Linked DNA regions of Mus musculus: region 2 is linked to region 1. A link is a contact called in public Hi-C data. All regions are on one chromosome and are shown on one strand. The core of a region is the stretch at or near the end of the contact, and the rest is flanking DNA. Distances in the headings are between cores, read along the strand shown.

What was found. Hi-C and Micro-C count contacts between places; a contact is called where the count stands out from the background.
Region 2: a contact with region 1 is called in a Hi-C map of liver, with 2.5 times the contacts expected there. The contact joins two enhancer-like sites. A contact is called at or near these places in 1 of 15 datasets of contacts at CTCF or cohesin (the NIH/3T3 cell line), 7 of 484 Hi-C or Micro-C datasets (liver, nephron progenitors and uterus) and 1 of 115 datasets of contacts at active chromatin or transcription factors (the SCID.adh cell line).

The regions. Positions count from the first base shown.
Region 1 is chr7:70,421,204-70,425,603 of GRCm38.p6, reverse strand. No RefSeq gene overlaps it. Among named protein-coding and RNA genes, the nearest start is that of B130024G19Rik, 58 kb to the right of the region's middle. Within about 2 kb of position 2,208, at least 17 of the 459 cell types and tissues checked have an H3K27ac peak or open chromatin away from gene starts, as enhancers often do. A contact at or near this core is called in liver, where this site is marked.
Region 2 is chr7:70,497,223-70,501,622 of GRCm38.p6, reverse strand. No RefSeq gene overlaps it. Among named protein-coding and RNA genes, the nearest start is that of Gm44812, 9.7 kb to the left of the region's middle. Within about 2 kb of position 2,207, at least 2 of the 459 cell types and tissues checked have an H3K27ac peak or open chromatin away from gene starts, as enhancers often do. A contact at or near this core is called in liver, where this site is marked.

The sequences.
Region 1 (4,400 bases), core at 959-3,458:
CATCGATATAAAATTATCATTGGTTCATTGTCTATTTTATTGCATAAACATTTATTTCATTGCATAAAAAAGCGCTTGCTGTGAGTACAGAATCTAAGGCAGCACAGTAGAGAAAGTCACACTAAAAAGACTCGTTAGACTACTCTCTACACATAAATTCTTTAGTACAATGACTATAGTCACAGGCCGGACCTGAGCCCTCCTTAGTTTCTCTGTGCTTTGCTTAGCTGACCCTGAGATAGGTCTTGCACCTCTCTCTTCTATGGTGACTGAATTGACTAAACATCCATTAGTGTCTCTGGTTACAGCAGGGAGTTCTGTCAGCCTGTGACCATGTTCTTGGCCAACTGGTGAACTTAAATTTGATGACCCCACTTATGCAACTTCCTCTCAGCCTTTTTCCAAAGGCAAAAACTCAAGTCTTTGTATCAGTTGTGTGGCTGCAGAGCAATCCAACCAAACTCTTGGTGTTTGCCATGGGAGATTGCTTCTATGTTTTTATTTTGCTATTAATAAGTTGTCATCAATGATCAAGCTTTTGAGCATCCTCTCTCTCTCTCTCTCTCTCTCTCCCTCTGTACTCTTAGCTATAGAAAGATGCTTCTGGGTAAGAAATAAGCTTAGACACTTGTAAAACATTAAAGAGCTATAAATTCTATGAGACACTTTAAAGGTAAACTTTGTTGTTATAGCTCCAAATGTTTTGGAAAAAGAAAGTCTTCAAAAAAGCCTGAGAGGTACAGGAAAAGAAAAAAAAAAAAGCATGCAACTTAGTTCATTTTAAATTTTAAAAGTCTGTTGTATGAAACCGTTGCACTTGAAAAGGCTTGGTTTTTTTTTCCAAAAAGCTCACACATTAGTCAATCCCTTCCAAAGTGTAGCCCAACTCTCTTCTCTACACCACAACTACACCAAAGATGTGAGAATAATCAAGATGTAGTTCTCCAACTTTGAAGTCACAAATCTCTCATTAGTATGTTACTATATTTGAACACTTGCTTCAAAGTACCAGAAATCAATACAAAAGGAAACAATAATAATAAGGAAAGATTTCTAGTGCTCTAATAGGGAAAGGTGTGTGAGCTGGAGAAAGAACTGTACAGAAGCCCATGACAAGTCATGATAAATGAGTCCTTATAAAATTCATGTTTAGGCAGCACCAGGCCGGGGATAATGCCATTCGTCATGGCAACACTAGGCCGCTAATGAGCCCTCATTGCATATTCATGGACAAGGCAGTTCTCCCCCTCCCTCTCTGAACCAGTGCCTGGATATATCTCTACCTCAAGCAGAAGCTGAGCTCGGGCCTTCTTCTTCTTCTTTTCTTTCTTTGGCTTCTTTTATATATATTATTATTATTATTTGTTATGTTGCAGCAATTACACAGTGAAAGTGCTTCCCAAGATTGATTGCTCTGATCTGTAGTTCAATTGTAAATTAGAATACACATCCCCCCAGGGACACACGGCCCCTATTTGTGATTAAGAAAAAAGCCCCATAATAGACTAATAGCCAAAGTTCTCTCTCTTTTACTTTCAGGCAATTAGCTTGATGAAATGGCCTCTTTTTGTATACCCTGGAAGTGTAAACCGATATCATAATGAAGTATATGATGTTTATTCTATTATTTTCACCTTGCTGGGTATGCAAGAATGCATAAGTAATGGCTGCTTTGTCTAGTACGTTTACTGATTCACAAGTAAACTATGTCTTAAAGATACAGTATGTGCTTTCTGAGCCTGAGTTAAGCAACCTCTGTGGGTGAACCTCCGTGTGAAGGACTTTTTCTAATTTCGTTTCTGCTGCCGTGACAACTACGTTGACAAAAAGTAGCTTAGGGGTGGAAAGGGTTTCTGGGCCTTACAATTCCAGGTCGAAGTCCATCACCGAGAGGAAGGCAAGGCAAGAGTGCAAAGCTGTTAGTCAGTTACACAATTCCTACACTCAAAAGCAAAGGACAGGCACCCATGCTGCCTGCTTGCTTGTTTGCTTTCAAGATTTTTTTTCCTGTCCTATATAGTTCAGGACCCGTTCACCTAGGGAATGGTGCCATCCACAATGGATTAAGTCTTCTCATATTAATTTACAATCAAGGCAGTTCCTCATAGACATGCGCACAGGCTAATTTAATTAAGATAATTCCTCAACTGCGATCTCCCTTCAGGTGATTCCAAGTTGTTGTGGCAAGTTGACTTTCCAAAGTAATCAGCTTACCATAGAAGATGAGGAAGCTCCCCAGGTGCTGTGGAAACCAGGATTCTGACAAGAAGTGGCACCTGGTCATGGGGACTACAGTGAATAAATGCAGACCAGAGAAGCCATGCCAGTAGACAGTGTAATGAAGGCACCAGGCATCAAGAAGTGACTGTGGCAAGCAAGATATAAGTGGACTGTGTTATGACCTTCATCTTCCCAGTCAGCTATGGGAAGGTCTCTAATCTTGGATGAGCAGTTGTATTTCAAAAGAAGTCTTGTCTCTTTCAAATTCCAAAAGTGTTTTTCCAAGTTTCTCATAGCAAGACAACATCAGGAGGCAGAAGTTTCAAGCAGCTAGCCAACCAGTTCCTTGCAGTAGAGCATGCCCAACACCATTTGGAGTCTTCTTCATATGCACTCATTTCCTGACCCTTTTTTTTTTATATTTGAGGAGATTATAAAGATTTTAAAAAGGAAAAAGAACATTCCCTTGCTGGGTATGATGGCACACACCTTGGAGTCCCAGCACTGGGTCAGAAGTAATTGGACCTCTGTGAACTAAAGACTAGCCAGGTCTATATAGTCACTTTCCTACCAGAAATAACCTCTAAAAACATGCTGATAAAATAAAATAAATATTCACCAAGGACAAGGATAGCAAGAAAATAATACATGAAGAAGAAAAGAAAAAAATTTGTCTTGGTCTCCGTAATTTAGATTTATGGTGAGTCTGTATTTTAGTTCCTTGTCAGTCAGCACTAACCCAGGTGGATTGCTTACTAGACTGATATTATATGGGGAAAAATCTAATCCTTGTCTGTACAAAATGAATCTTATTTGAACTTCTTGGAAATTATTTTTACAGATGAGGGAATGACCTCAACAATTTTAATAGTATTAGATTTGCTGTTTTCTGAAAGCAATTGTTTGGTTTTTTTTTAAACTACCTTCATATACATTTTTTAGACAAGGCCTGGCTATGTACAGAGCCTACCTATTCACACCCTTCCTCAGAATAGTCTCAGGTTTGCGGTAACCCTCCTGGTTCACCTTTGTTTGATTTGTTGTTTGTTAGACAGATCAAGCATTACTGTGCAACTTCAGATCTTCCCGCCTCAGGATCCTGGGTAGCTGGAATTATAAGTCTGCATTAGCAAGTCTCTAACGATTTTGTTATTATCTAAAAGTAAAAATAGCAAATGGAAAATCAAAAAGGTGATGTGACTTGCCCAAAGCAACACATTAGTCAATGCAAAGACAAGCCTTATCCTCAGGTTAGCAACTCCAAAATCCTGGCCCTCTCTGGTATGCTCAGATGCCTCTTTCCTAGTTAGATGCTCCCTGGGGCAGGGTGGTACATTTCTCAGTATGAATGAATCTAATGATATTAATTTATATGTAGCCAATATTAACAAATGGGGTTAAGATGTACATAGTACACGTGCAAGTACACACACTTGAACACACATGCACATGCACACATACAGGGATACTTCAATAAAAACTGGAAAGTCACAAAACTTTTTCACTGTTATCATCTACTTATATTTCAGATAGGTAACTTATGGTATGTTCTAAACAGACACTTAGAATGGGTGTGCCTCAGATGCAGAACTGGAAGCTGAAAGCAATTATATAGACAATTCACATTTGAGAGTCATGAGGATGGTAACTCTTTCCACAATTAATAAATTGGATGTTCCAAGTAATGTGAATCTGTATGGGCAGAAACCTGACTGAGTCTTTTCACCAAACATCTCTGCCAGCCTCCACTGCACCCTGTGTCCCATATTCCCCTCTAAGTGACCCAATGAGGTCAGCTCAAAGATCACTTGCTTTCAGAGATGTCTCCTTCCCCCTGTCCTAAATACCTATTTGCTTTAGTCATCTTCATCTACAAGCCTCCTTCGTTCCATCAATGGTTTTTCCCTTTCTGAAGTCATGATGACATGACTTAGATCTGGAATCCAACACACATGTATTTTTCTCGGTTATGCTGGTCCTGACTGCTTCAATGACCCTCCCATGTTCAGGGCTACCAGTGTGCCAGGTAGCCATGCTTAGAGCTCTTAGCAAAGCAGCTGTGCAGTAATCCTGGCAAGGAAATGGCCACAGGTTCAACCAGAGTCAGGCACTCAATAAATGGTTGGCTCCATTTCGGAAGGGTCTTGAGATAATAGTGTATTAAATAATACATCCAAAGT
Region 2 (4,400 bases), core at 958-3,457, 76 kb before region 1:
TTCTAAGTTAAGTGTAACTTCTAAGACTAGTTAGTGTCTTTAGTCCCCTGCTCTCATTATAGCCCAAGGGGGCCTTGAACTCACTATGTAGGCAAGGATGGCCTTCAACTCTTGGCCCTATCCTCTGTGACTCTCTGATACTGAGATACATGCATACACCACTATCCCTGGCTCACTCCAGGTTCTTTGGGGAGGGAAGGTAAGTCCAGAACTGTGGCCCAGAAGGCAAAGCCTGAGAGGGCAGGAAAGCAGGTGGCTGGGGCATGTCTCCTACGGGTGTAAAGGAACCTGGGAACAGAGGTACCTGTGTCCTCACAGAGTCACTGGGATCAAAGGCTTGACACCTGTGGAACTGTTTAGAAAAACCCAAAGTCTTTGAAATCTCTAGACTTTTAAATGTTCTGACTTCATGGAAACCCTGCTAAAGCTAAACACTAGACAGTACCTATAAGACATAAGGCTCATTGAAATCTGTTCACTTTGAAAAAAATGAATGAATGAATGAATGAATGAATGCATAAATAAATAAATAAAGTGGAGTTCTCAAAACTTGGCCAAGAAAAAGCAGGGAGGAGGGATCTTTCAAAATGATTATAGAGTTCTTTCTTCCTCCCTTCTGTTCCTCCCCCCCGACTCCTTCTCCTCATCCCCTCTGCCCCTCCTGGCCCACTTTCCATCTCTGAGATACAGTCCCCTTATATAGCCCAGGCTTACCTGAAATTCATGTCAATCTTCCTGTCTTAATCTAACATGCTGGAGTGACAGACATAAGCACCTCAGTCCAGAGTTCGCATCTTTTTTATTCGAATTTCTAATGTGTGACTATAGTAGTCTATAAGAGCACAGATATAACTTATAATATATGAGGATATATATATATATATATTATATATATACATATAACTATTTATGTATAAGTCAATACATGTAATAAGGAAACAGAGTATCAGCCAAGTACTAAAAACACTACTCAGAACCATGTGAGTAAAATTTCCACTCTGATATTTTTAATATGTGGCTTGCAGATGAATGGCCAGCACTGCTTTCACATAAAATGTGAAGAAACCAATTTTTTTTCAATAAATGTATAGTTCGACTATCAAGCCCACAGGAGAAATTGTTAAGTACCCAACCTGAAAATCAAATTATTTAAGCTTGGTTATACTAATAACAGCCACTAACCATCTGCTAAGGTGGACTATAAAACCAAGCAAGCCAAAGGCAGCACAAAGGAGATGTGTTTCAAAGGGAGGAGCATGAAGTTTAAGACACAAACTTGCTTCCTGGTGGCAAGTGGAATAAAACTGGGGTAGTTGCTTCTGAGCCTGCCATTGGAGGTTCTACAAGGGTCTAATGGCTTTATAGTCTGGTCCCTCTCTACTTCATCCCTAGCCTACATTGTGAAATCTTCTCATCAGGAATCCTAGGCCCAATACAATGGGTTATCTTTTCTGGCCTCACAGAGTCTTCTCTACATCCTCCTCATTTGGGGCATGCGCATCTCTAAAGTTTAGCTATCTCTGCATGTCTCTTCTTCCAGATGACCCCAGCTGAGTCTTCTCCACTGGGTTACAAGGACACTCCTTTGTGATTCCCCAGGTGGCTTGCTTCCTTTGTGAAGGTAGGAGGTACTGTTTACATTATTAGATCACATGCCGCACTAGTCCATTATCTGATGTTGTGATAGAATTCATAAGTCTTTGCCCACAGTCTTTCACCTACTTGGTACAGAGGCAGCACTCTGCCTCTAGTCTCAAGATTTGCAAACTTCTAACATTATGCACTGCAGAGCCAACATTCACTGAATGTTTATGACAATGGCCTGGAAAGCATCATAGTGTCCTCGTGCACTCAAATATTAGACATACTGAACAGGACAGGCAAGGAGCAGTGAAGCACCCCTTTAGTCCCTGCATTCAGGACACAGAGGCGGGCAGATCTCTTTGAGTTTGAGGCTAGCCTGGTCTACAAAGAGAGTTCCAGGTAAACCAGGACTACATACTGAAATGCTTTCTCAAACAAAGCAAAAGCAGGACAGGACAGGAAAGGAAAGGAAGAAAAAAAAATGAGCCTACTAACAGGCTCTTTTGCTCTGCTTTCTAGATAACTAGTTTTATTTATTTTACTAGGAGATGTCCTATAAGCCTATTAAGTAACTCATATTGATCTTCTTTTCCATGGAAAGAATCCATTCTTACTGAATTGGCTATCATACAAAGGATACACAGTTAATCCCAGGAAGAGCCAGCATTCTTACCCAGAATCCCAAACTGCCTTGCTATATCAAGACCTACACTCCTGGAGCAGAGTGTCTCCGGCATCTCTGTCTTCACTGAATCAATGACTGTGATTTTAGTCTAACCTCTAGACTATAGATGAGGAGGCTGAGGTTCAAGGAAAAGGACACTGTCAAAGCCAGAGAAAGAGAGTAACAAAATGTATGTGAGAAAATGCCAGGCTGTGGAAATGCCTCAGTACTCAAGAGAGACTTGATAAGGTCTTGACAGAGGTGTTCATCAGCAGGTGGTTGGATAAAGTAATATTACTATATATTAATATATGTTATTCTATAGAGGACTCTCTCTCTCTCTCTCTCTCTCTCTCTCTCTCTCACACACACACACACACATACACACACTATTCAAGCCATAAAAACATGAGACCCTATCATTTATGGCAGCATGGATAATCTAGAGAGCATTATACTCAGTGGAAAAAGCAGGCACCAGAAGACAGAAGCTATAGCATGTCTGCCATGTAGCATCTCAGGGAATTAGAGAGCAGTGCATGGACCTCACAGACTGGGAAGTAGGGAAAGGAGGGAGATGTACAGAGGTTGCTTAGTGTGTACAAGGGTGCACCTGAGGAGGAGAAATGGCTTCTGGTCTTCTGTAGCTCAATGGGATAATAGCTTTAGTCAACTTTCCATCACTAGAATGCAATGCCCAAGATAACAGACTTTTAAACAAGGGTAGCATCTTTTGAATGTTTGGATGACATTTTTGGAAGCCCTTCCCCATGAACAGGCAGAATCACTGTTTTAAGGTGTCCAGTGGGGAGACCAGATGGCCACAGCGAGGAGAACATGGCAGAGCCAACCTCATGGCTAGAAGGTTAAAGAATAAGTGACCATAGTCCTACAGACTCTTGGATGGCATGCCCCCAAAGGCCCAAGGAACTCCCATTCATCAATACCTCCTAACAAACACCACCACCCTGGAGACCAAACCTTTAACACATGGGCTTTAGACGGGGCAACAATGAACGTGCAAGCTTTATCGCTGTGGTGAACAGCAATTCATTGTGTAACAGAGAATAGCTCACAGAAAGGATTGTGAGTGTTCTTACACAAATAATTTGCAAGTACTCAGGGTGTCGATGCAGTGCTCTAGTGATTAGAGAACATTTGCTAGATAGACAGAATCACTACACTGTAACCCTGAGTGTACACCATGATTTCCCCCCTGAAATTATTTTTTAAAACAATTTAAGCAGCTTGAGTCTACTTCACAAGTTTGTTATTCCCCATTTACAAATAATCTTCGTTCTATTTACAAATGTCTCTTATGGTTCACAAATATGTGTCTGTATGTGTTTGTACATGTATACGCACTGTGTGTAGAGGCCAGAAGTTGAAGTCATGTGTCTTCCTCAATCACTTTCTAGCTAATTGAAAGAGACAAGTCTTTCACACAGTCTAGAGCACACCAATTTAGCTAAAGCCAGACGGGCCAGCAAGCCCAAGGGATCTAGTATCTCTCTTTCCAGTGCTTTGATTACAGCCACGCACCATAGCACCCATTTTTTATTCTTGGGGATCCTAGGGGACTGAACTCGGATCTTCACGCTTGCATGACAAGCACCCAACTTGCAGAGCCATTTCCAGAGCCACAGAATTTGTTTGGTCATCTTTCTCTGCTTCATCTGAACCTTTATAAAACATGCATGCATTTTCAGTGCACATGGGATTATATCTTAAGAAACTAAGCAAAGTTTCTCTTTCTTCACAAAGCATCCATGACCTTTCTCTTAGGTAAGAAACCAAGAGTATGGACTGAAACCCTGGCAGGAAAAGCAGGGGGTTAGACAAAGAAAATCCTCATAAACAATAATTAGAATAATAATTAAATGCCAGAAAAGGGCAAAGGCATGTGCTCTCTTAAAAACCTTAGGACAAAATAAACGAGGATAAACCCGCTGTGAAAAACCTCTTGGGCTATCTTTAAAAGCTTTCCCAAATTTCCAATGGCTGTTATTAGCGATTCTTAATGCATGAGGTCGTCATTTCAGAATAAATCTTTCAGTAATTCAAAACAAGGACTCTTCAGTAAATAGTTGAAATTAAGGGGAGAGTCCAACTCATCTGGTTTCCATTAGGATGATAAAATAGTTCACTTGAA